2 separate regions of the Capsicum annuum genome follow, and region 1 is linked to region 2. A link is a contact called in public Hi-C data. All regions are on one chromosome and are shown on one strand. Each heading gives the region's core, a stretch centred on a gene start, on an enhancer-like site or on the middle of the called end of the contact. The rest is flanking DNA. Distances are from core to core; before and after follow the strand shown.

Region 1 (5,641 bases), core at 324-2,823, 390 kb after region 2:
AGGATTATAAATTGCTTGAATATAATGAATAAAAGCATCCGAAGAAGCAAAAGTGAAAGGCAAACAGCCCACAACTATCATTTTCGCTATTTCTTTCCGATCGTTCATTTTATTATAATTCTTAATTAATTGACCGCTTGTTGGGTTCAATCTAATTTGTGTTGGCCCACCAACAGCCTCATCACCTTGTGCAATAAATAATTCTCTAGCGTGTCTATCTCTTAATGTCTCATCAACGAACCCATACCCCCTTTAGTGCCTTCGATTTTATACTCATATATAATTTCACAACTATTGCATTGCACCTTACTTTCTCCTTCTATTTTCAAAAAAATTTTCATGCAATACTAGTTTTTCTACGACCTCTTGAGGCACGAGGAGGACGATTAACCGATTCAGATCTAACATTAGCATTTCCTACTGTAGGTGTCTCACCAGTATTATCATCATCTTCATCTAAATTAACCGCATCCACTTCATTTTCTTCTTCTAAACCATAATTTTTTTGAGCTTCTGCATAATTCATATCGTGAGCACCTACACCTATTTTTCCTCAAAAGGTTGACTAACCAGTACCGAAGACACACGGGTATATCTATTACTTGAACTTCCTCTACCAAAACCGCCACCAATTTATTTTTTACTACCACTATCACTTTCGGGACAAAATTTTTTGTCACTTTTACATAGGTTTCTTATTTTATCCATATTAAAAAATAAACTAAAAAATATTTCAAATATACACAAATAATAAAAATAAATATTCAACGATTAATACGATAATTAAAAATTAAAGGTAAGAGATGGAACGACAATACCAAATTTTGGAAGTATTCAAAAGTTGCGATTTTAGAGAACTTCCACTTGTATTTGTAATCGCAAAATTAAAAAATAAAATTGAGCACTTTAGGAGATAATTAAAATATTTGAGAGAGAATTAGATTTGAGAGAATGGGAATTACGTGGAAAATGATTTAAAAGTGTAAGGTATTTATATAATTTTTTTTGAAATTAAAAAATAATTGAATAAAAAAACTTTCTTTTAATACTTTGGGCCATACGGCCGTTGGCTGCTCCAAACGGCTATAAAGTTATTGGGCCCAACGATCAAATTTTTGGGCCATACGGCCATTGGCTGCTCCAAACGGTTATAAAGTTATTGGGCCCAACGATCAAATTTTTGCAAAATAAAAAAAAGCAAATTGAGCTGGATCGGGCCAGGCCGATTAATAGGCAGGCTTGGTCCGGGTTAATCGTGCCCGCCAAAAAAATTCAGCTTGGAACCAGCAGCCCAGGAGCTCACTGTGGATCAACCGGGCAGGGCTAAACGGGCCAGGAATGGGCCAGCCCGCCCTGTTTGACCGGTTTAGTTCATCTTGATGTCTAGTCTTACCCTGACATTATTTGTGTGTACAACGTGGCAAGGACTATTTAAATTCTTATTTTCTTATCTCACAGTAAATAATTTAATCCACAGATGAGAAAGGAAAAAAAAGAGAGGAGAAATCGTTGTTTCGCTGAGCGGACCCCACTTCCAACAGCTTACATTATACTTGTCAAAGTTGGTAAGATATCTTTCGTTTCCTTGTGCTGCCGTTGGCTTGAGTTTTACAGCAGACAAACAAAAAGGAAAAGGAAGGAAAAGCAGAAAGTCGATCACTTTTCTTTTTCTAACATGCAAAACCCAACTCGGTATTCCCACTTTTGACCCTCTTTCACTTCATTCCCATGAACCCACCTCTTCTCCACTTACACTACTCTCCTTAATATATGTATTAGACTTTCTCTTCTTGTTCTTCTTCTATGGCTGTTTCTGATATTAAACAAGTACTGGAATTTTTGAAGAATAATGGCTTCTCAGAATCTGAATCGGCTCTTATAGAAGATATCATGGACAAATCCGAATTGGGTTCTTTGGATTATGAAAGATTTCTATTCCCTATGATTCCCCCCCCTCCTCTTCTTAACATTCCTTCCCTGATTTCTGCTAAGAATCATTCCAGCTCTGTCTCTTCTGACGACGAATTTGTCAGCTTGGCCTCTTCTGCCACCGGTTTCTGCTCATCTGGTAAAGTTCCTATTTTTTTTTACTGTGTAATACTTTGAACAACCATTGATGTATTTCTTCAGATTATTGTCGGATGGACCATTCCTTGATTCTGATTCTGTTTCTGGAAATTTCTTTTACTGCTTTGTGGAATGTACAAAAGCTAAAATGCAACATACCAATTCAGAGTTTAATAGTAAGTATGACAATCGATGTAATGGTAAGTACTATTTTAGAATACCTGTCCCTGGAAAGTAGAACTGACAGATATGGAATATTGTCATTTATTCTCTAATTTCTTGTAGTTACTCTATCTTGGCAAACTATTTTAAGATTCTGGTGTACCAGTACTAAATTTTCTAGATTAACGTGACTCAAGAACTGATCATCTTGTATTATGCTACTTCTGGTCTACACTTTGTGATTCTTCCCTTTGGTTTTTGTCTTTTCTGCATGTTGTTTAGGTTTATCCTGTTTTATCTGGTGCAGAATTTACAAATCCATATGGAATTCGTACTACAGCCGTTTCCAGTTCTCAATCATCATCTGATGGGTTATCTCAATTTGGTACTGCAAGAGATTACCATGATTTTGATATGCAAAATGACCTGTTCTGGTACAGGGAGAAAGATGAAGATTTTCCCATTCCACCTTACTTTGGAAGCTCAGAAGGTGTGGGGGCCCCTAGTGAGGACAAGTTTGTGATGATCGAAGCATCTGATAGACAGAATGTCACTAGTCCCAATTGGGAATATAAAGCAGAAAGATGGCCAATAGCCACCGATCATAATGGCCAATTAGATGAAGGCCTGAAAGATTACTATCATCTGGATAAACAAAAGCACCTTGTAGGGGAAGGTGGAATGTGTGAATTTACCTGTTCATCTCCACTTTGTGCTTGTTGCAAGGGGCCAAAAGATATTTATGGTGGCGATCTTGACAACATGGATATCAACTTAACTGAGGCTAACTATTTGCAGTACGACCCACCCAGAGGGAGGAAAACTGATGTTGGAAACAACTATTTCATTGAAACAAGTTGCAATACTAACTGGATTGGAGATCACAAGGGTACCCTTGACCTTCAACCTAAGGCTGTTGATGAAGTTTACCATTCATATGTACATGGAGACTATGAACCAAAAGATGATAGATTGGAGGCTCTGGAAGGCAGTGAACCCGATGAGGCAGCAGATGAAGAGGGAGGTGCTACTTCAGATGAGCTTTTGATGTTTGAAGGCGAAAATGAGTTTGAAGTATTTAATCTGAGAATCATACACAGGAAAAACAGGTTTGTTTGCACATCGCTACCTCCAAAGTGTAAGTCCAATATCAATGAGTGAGAAAAAAAGAATCTGTATGTGTATAGGACTTGAGAATGTTTCATTAATAATAGATACATGTTCGACATGCATATCACATCAAGATCTCATTCCAGCATTTCGTCCGGGCACCAAAGTTGTTTTAAAATTTAATGGAGATATTGATCTTGTTTCTTGCCGAATCATTTGTTGCGAACAATACTTTGTACTCATTTGTTCTGCCATCCACAGGACTGGGTTTGAGGAGAGCAAGGAACTTCCTATTATTCTAAATAGTATTATCGCCGGCAGATACTATGTAACAGAATATCTTGGTTCAGCTGCATTCAGCAAAGTCATTCAGGCTCATGATATGCACACTGGAGTAGACGTTTGCTTGAAGATTATAAAGAATGACAAGGACTTCTTTGATCAAAGTTTAGATGAGATTAAGCTTCTAAAGTTTGTGAACAAGAATGATCCTTGTGATGAGCACCATATACTGCGATTATATGATTACTTCTACCATCAGGTATTCTTGAGAAAATGTATGTTCTTCCGAGTCCTTTGCTTTGAATCGAGGTTTATTAAGAGCTGAAAATTGATCCTCCAACCTCTAAATGAACAAGACAAGCAGCATCAAGTTACCATTTTTCTGCTTTTGATACAAGGGAGATGTGCGTATAAAGGACAACTATAAATTTATCGACCAATCTAAATATGCAGTAGAGGTTTTGGTGGTAGATTTACGGGAATACTTTTCACAAGAAATCTCTTTCCATCATGGAATTTATGTTGTTAGCACTAATAGTCATCTCGATATTTGAACTCAAACTTGCTGGCTACAAAGTGATAGTTAAAGGTTGTCCTTATTCTTTACAAAGGATAATGTCTGTATGGTGTTTAGTGTGGACCTCCTCTCTCTCTATTTGGTATGTAAAGTATCCTCTGGAACTCAATCCATGCCATCTTCTCATGTATCTCCCCTAAATTTAGGATCGTCATTAATCTTCTTAATATCATATAATCTGGAAAGGGTTGTCAAGGAGATGTTTCCACTGGTCACTTAAAATAATTAACTCATTTGTGAAATCAACACAGAGTTGTTTTTTTTTTTTTGGATTATGTTGACAGGTCAATACTGTGAACTATAATACTCCCTTTGTTCCAAAAAGAATGACCTCTTTCTAAATTTGAAAATGATTTAACTTTGGCTTTTCATTTTGCCCTTTATAACGAACTTTTAAATCCACGTTAACGTTATGGCATGTTTAAAATCACAAGTTTTAAACATCTTATTGGGACACAAATGTTATAGCATGTTCAAGACCACAAGGTTAAAAAATGTTCATTTCTTTCTTGAACTTCGTTCACCGTCAAACAAGGTCACATAAAATGAAATGTAGCTAAAAGTTCATATATTACACTTGTTCTTATGTGTAACACAATGTTGAAGCTTCGACGTTATGCTTTTTATTGTTCTTTTGACAGGAGCTTATTTTCTCTGTACATATTGATGACCTTTCAGTAACTTCTCAGTTAACTTTTAGCAGGATTGCTTTTCAAATTGCACATCGCATTAAAAAGAACCGTATAGGAAAGGAGAATGGAAGTAATTTGGTTTTCCTTGTGAAATAATGGTGATGGAAAAGGATGTCAGTTAAAAAACATTGAGATAAACCAAAACGTTTCCTAGGAATAGCTTCTTTCTACCACCATGCCACCCTTGAATGCTTGTCATGCAATCTGCTACTCCTGACCTTCTCTTCTGCTTATTCAGTTAGCTCTTTGTCATGGCCTCATAAAAAGCATTTGTTTTCCCTTCCTCTATTCAATCTTTTTAAAATAGGAAATGCAATGTTGGTACTTTCAGTAAAAGTTAAGCAAAACGCGATGGTCATAAGTGTTGATTACTGGAGATTGAAGGTTTAATATGATTAACAATATTGTATGAGGCAAAACCTATCAATGTGTGCGTGTTGTAAGACTAAAACTGCAAACACTGGTAGAACATAAACACTGAACTTTCGATTTAATCAAGATTGGATATGTGATAGCCAAATCTACTAGGTATGAACTAAGCAAGGGCATTGGTCCCGTTCCCTCAATAGATGAAGAAGACATGAAGGTCGAATATTGTACTTGGTTGAGCCCTACTCGTGGTACAATTTTTTGTTCAATCAAGAATGGTATAATTCCAAACACCATAAGTTTCAAATCTTAGTGGAACTCTGAAATTATTTGATATTTTTGCATTGAAATGAGAAGTACCTGCATTAATTAGAAAACAGTT
Region 2 (5,794 bases), core at 2,505-5,004:
CTCAAACATTTGACTAGTGCCACTGGAGCAGTCAGTGTCCTGTGTGAAGAAGATAACACTCAAAACTACAACAAGAATGAAAAAGTACAAGTACTATAAGGAGAAGTCAATCTGAATATTCATAGGATTAGAAAAGGGAAAACTAAATAAAAAGGTGACCCTGTCATATTATTAACCAAAAATGTCCCTAAATCATTAAATTATTGAAAATTGTCATTCGGTCTTTTAACTTATTAAAATTAACCCAAGCATTAGTTTCCACTGGTTATTTTACTCTCTCCCGCACTTAAAATTTGATTTTGTTATATTTTCTCCTTTAAAACTTTTATCCCATTAAACTAATATTAGAACCCATGACCAATTTTCCTTCTTCATATGATTTTGTGTATAATCTAGTGGATACATTGTTTATACAACATATATATATATGGTCGTACACTATTTATTTAATATAGATGCATTACATATACATTATATAACAATGTATAACCATTCTATAACACTTATATATAGATGTATACCATCTTTTATACATCATTATACCTTGTAACACAATATTTATACAATATAGATACATTACATATACATGTGAATCAGTGACCAGATATTTTTGGGTCATTGGAGGCTCACTATTTGCCACAACGGTACATATACATAAGAATCTCTTTAAAGAACCTAAAATTTAATCAAGAATAATATATAGTGTTGAAAAAGAAAATTTTAGCTAGCCTTAAGCAGTTTTTAAGTTCAACCTTACGGAGAACTATACTTCAAAGAAACTTTAAGAATTAAGGTATGCCAAGAGTTATTACATTCTTATATTAAATCGCAAAGGTCAGCTATGATGACTGACCTAGCTAGCACTAAAATTTTCCTTTTGGCTGTTTTTTTCAATTAGAAATATTGATCATGGAACAGAGAAAGAGACATTTCTCTTTGCATAGAGGCAGTGACGTCAATCTCTATCAACTCTGGTACTAATAGCTATGTCCTTTTTTCAAAAAGAGGCCAGCATAATTCCCGCGGATCTCTATTCTAATTAGGGAAAGTTTATGTTGTTCATAAAATCATAAATTCACTTCTTAGGTTATTACAGCTTGTTAAAATGCCATGTAGTTAATTATCATACAAGTATTTAAGGGAAAAATTTGTCTTTTTTCTAACTCTCATGAAACGTTAGGATCCAACATGTAATTTTGAATGTATTCCTTTACATCTATGCTGACTGCTTTATGTTTAATCTCTTCTCATGTGTAATAATCCTTAAAACATCATCGAGCTATTTTTTAAATGAAAATGCATACACGATCATCCTATAATCGCTGCATTTGGATTGCACCATGTCACAAGAATGAAATGCTTCCATTTCCACTTTACTTCACCACAAATCTGCTCTTGCTTTCTTGTTAACATATCAGAGCCAACCCCAATCTCCTCTTGCCTTCTTGTTAACATAGTAGGCCTTTTTTGCCTTCCCAACTGCCTTATATTGATGAGGATTCAAAATGATGCCAACCATTTGCCGTGCAAGCAGACAATGAATAAACATACTTTTGCTCACATTAGATTGAATGTAATCCCCATTAGACTTTCTTTCACCATTTAACTCAGATATAAACATGATATCAGATTTTTTTCATAATCTAGTCAGTGGGTAGATATCTCCATGGCCATTGCGTCTCTAATTTATCTATTCAACAGTAATATCTACTAGTGAATGTTGGGTGTCTGGTCAATACAAGTTCAGCAGGTTCAGTTTGATCGCTTCATTTTATAAAACAACCACATGTCCCTTTTTCCTCAGACATGGCACACTCTAAAATGGTGCCAACAAGATGGACATTTAGGCCCTTTCAGTTAGAGTGTGTTAATCGCCTATTTTAAAAGTTTTGCAATATACTTGGAGACCTGCACACTTTTATTTTGATTAATTATCTCTTAACACTTCACTCCTAAAATAATTTCCTCAAACCTCATCTAATTATTTTATGGAAAAATCTAGTACCTTAGTAATATCTCAATCTAGAGATGTTATGTTTTATATGAAGTCTTGAAATGCAAATTTACTCCCAAATATTAAAAGAGAAAAAAGTTCATTAATAAAAGTAACAAGATACCTATACTTTAGCACACTCATAATATGGATTTAGCTAGTAGAACTTATCCACTTTCATGTCAGCTGTAGTGTTACACTCCAGGTCTAAATCAGTTGTGACAAATGCAACATTCTTAATTTAGTGCTTAGTATACATGTAAATATGTGTAGAAATGCATAGCATGTTTATATAATATAAAGTACAGATATGCATGTAAATTATGCACAAAAGCATAAGTTTATTTTCGAGGTTTTAGCTCATAGGAACCGATTACTAGTGAAACAATAGATGAAAGTGCGAACGAAAGGAAAGTTGCTTCAAAGTTTCAGAGTCTAGTTCTTTATTTGTCACTAAGAAATATTCACCAAGCCAATTTACTTGACAATATTCATATGACAGCACATCTTTTATATACAAAGCTAGGGGTCATTATAAAATAGAACATTCATATATTAGTGCACACCTTCCATGTAGAACATCTATATCATCTTTGTCTGAATTTGGCCAAATATCCAATTCAATTACTCTGACACCTCTCTGAAGAGCTTGTATTATGGGGACAACACTGCAATCGCTACTCAGTTGATTCCCAGTTAGATATGAATTATGGCCAGTGTATATGTAGTAATGAGATAAAGGTGCAGTCATATCATGGTGAATCTGGAATCCAAAGAGGAACATTAGTGAATCTATCAACAAGAAGACTACATCTGAAATACTCCTTTATGAAGTTTGACATTAAACGTACATGAACTTTGAAATACTACACCATCCTATTTATTTATATGATAGTGTTTGACTTTATTAAGAGTTTATATTAATTGAATTACATATTAATAAGTAAAATTGAAGGAGAAAAACAGAACAACAATGTAAAAATTTGAACAGTATAATAAACTTGAATTCTAGAAAGTTATGAGAGTTGTACCCAAATAGAGTGGTGTCAGATACTTTATAACATCTAAATTAGAAAGAGAGTCATATAATTTGAGAAAGGTGTGCTCATATAAATTATTTTTGCAGTATCTGAAAGACAACAACAATATAGTAATTGGAAAAGATTTGGAACATTGGTAAGATGATGATATATTTATCTGGTTGGTCTCAAAGTCTAACTATTTGATTGAAATTAGTGTATTTGGTAAAGAAATCTGACAGTTTGGTGGAAAAAAGATAGACTTTAAAATGTTTTAAGTAAGACACAATATAATAATATTCACGAAATAAAATTAGTACCCCAAGTTTAGGATCGATAGGAGGATTAATATCAGAAAAGAGAGACTTGAAGAAGGCATCAAGGTGGAGGCCTGTGTGCTTGGGATCTCCATGGTTATTGATAATGATTTGAGCGTCCTCTAAGCTTGCATTTTTTTCCTTCTGAACCTCAATCAAAAAATGATGAAGCTTCTCCACGCTCATCACTCCACATTCGTCCGAGTAACGATTGAATATGTTCTTAATGTCCGCCGGAGCTTCCGCAGCTGCCATGGTGAACTGCCGGCGGAAAAAGAATCCCACTTTGTATGTCTGTTTAGACATTTTTAACCAATTCCAGATTTTTCATGCAATAGTTTAAGCTTAGGCAGACAGACAACAAGGATCTGATCGTCGTGCAAACTATTTTATTTTTTAAACAAACTTTGACTAGTTTATATATTGTATTAATAATTAATTTATTTAATAAGGTGTCGAAAGTTAATAAAGAAAACAAATACGGTTGAATTATTCAAAGTGCCACAAGTTGGCCATTCAACATTTAACACATACACAAGTTGTTATTTGTTGTCATTTACTAAATATAAACTTTCATATATTCCTAGTTTTCGTGGCCACATGCTTAGTTTTCTCGTTTGATCGGCTTATGATAATGTATGTAGTTATCCGATTTACTGATGGAGACATTTTCAATATGAAATTTACTTTATTTCTATAGTTCGATTTGGTTGAGAGCATAAAAAATGATAAAAGTCAAATGTGAAATATTGGATTTGTGAGCATGTTACTATTAATAATAGTATATTAAAGTGCCTCACACTTGTTTCATTATCCAATTCATGTTAGTGGTTGAAATTAGCTATAAATTTTTTTCAAACTTTTCTAGAGTCGAATTCAGGATTTAGAGGTTACGGATGCCACTTATCACTTTGAGAATAGATGTGTTGCTATTATCAAAGTCCAAAAAAGATAACTATTTGGTCGCTTTAGCCAATTTGAGCTTTGATGTGAAATTTTATTCATCTTTTCAGTTTTTATATATATCAAAAAATAGATTGAACAGAAAAAAATAAAATAATTATGATAATTTGATGCAACGAAAAAACTTCCAACAACACTAATAATATCATAAATATACACTATATATTTATTATTGGACATGACAATTTTCATACTAAAAATACTGCAAAGTTATTTATATTTATAAGTACTTGAGTTTTATGAAAAAAAAATTAAATATAAAGAGACTGAAGAAATTTACATCAGACCTTAGTACTTGCTAAAGTAGTAATATCTATACTAGATCCTGTTAGCTTCCTTTTGAAAGTATATGACATGCATCAAGTTATTTGCATTTGATCTTAGTGCTATAGCTGTCAATTTGATGATTTTCTTCCTATTTGAGGTGTACCAATCTTGTCCAAATTGATTATTTTCTTTTCTTCACTAGTTATATCCTAAAAATGATTAAACTGAAAGTTACCCGCAAAACAAAAATCTAGTTAGCAAAATAATGAACACATGATAATCAAGATAATATTATCAGATAATGCTAAATTCTTTAACTGCATTTATTTTTATAAAACTAAATATACGTCGACTAACGAATTATCTAAACGACCTCGGGAAGAACCAAAAGAGAACACAATTAATGAAGAGAACTCAAAATATAGTAAATGTCAAAAGACCTTACTTCTTTTGGATCAGATTTTGTGATATTTCTACTAAAAAATAAGCATCAAACATTTCTAAAAGTCATTTCTTTTGTAGACTCATCATTTTTAAAAGAGGCAGTCAATTGTGAGATTGAATCAATCTTAAATAACCATATTTGGAAATTAATCGATCTTCCTCCTAGAAATAAACCTTTAGGATCAAAATATATCTTTAAAAAAAAAGTTTATGGAGTCATTAATAAATATAAAGCAAGACTTGTTGTTAAGGGATACAAATAAAAGAAAGGTCTTGATTAATTTGACATAAATTAACAAGAGTAACATTCATTCAGATGTTAGTAGCACTAGCGGAAGTATATGATCTTAAAATCTATTAAATGGTTGTGAAAACAACTTTCAAAAATGGAGAGTTGGAGAAAAAAATTTAAATGGAACAACCCCAGGGTACTATAGTTCCTGAAAAAGAGAGAAAAGTGTGCAAACTTGTTAAATCACTTTGTGGACTAAAATAAGCACCTAACTAATGGCATGCAAAGTTTGACAAATAATGTTGGTAAATCGGTTTAAGGTCAATGAGTGTGAAAAATGTGTTTACATTTGATACGGTATCACCAAGCACAACTCCTACAAGAAGTTTCACTTGGAATCAAGCCAAGAAACTTCAGAAATTACAAGCTTTGTTCATGAACAAGGAGGCCTTAGAAACCTTAGAAGAGCATCAAAATAAGGCTTACAACTTGTGGAACGCCATATGAATGAAGAGGAAAAAGTTGATGTTGTGGACCTCTTGTGTGTTAGAGGTGTTGT

Evidence for each region. A called contact is a pair of places that touch in the nucleus more often than the background predicts.
Region 1: a Hi-C map of leaf shows a contact between it and region 2, with 2.3 times the contacts expected there. The contact joins the promoter of LOC107873343 here to the promoter of LOC107873209 in region 2. A contact is called at or near these places in 2 of 5 Hi-C or Micro-C datasets (leaf and placenta).

What each region holds. Positions count from the first base shown.
Region 1 is chr6:91,150,071-91,155,711 of UCD10Xv1.1, forward strand. It overlaps LOC107873343, which reads left to right and starts at 1,574. Exons shown (of 8, transcript XM_016720153.2): 1 at 1,574-2,068; 2 at 2,537-3,338; 3 at 3,601-3,880. The coding sequence starts at 1,804.
Region 2 is chr6:90,754,630-90,760,423 of UCD10Xv1.1, forward strand. It overlaps LOC107873209 (phosphoinositide phospholipase C 2), which reads right to left and starts at 3,755. Exons shown (of 10, transcript XM_047414811.1): 1 at 3,333-3,755; 2 at 2,560-2,756; 3 at 1-39. The coding sequence starts at 3,635.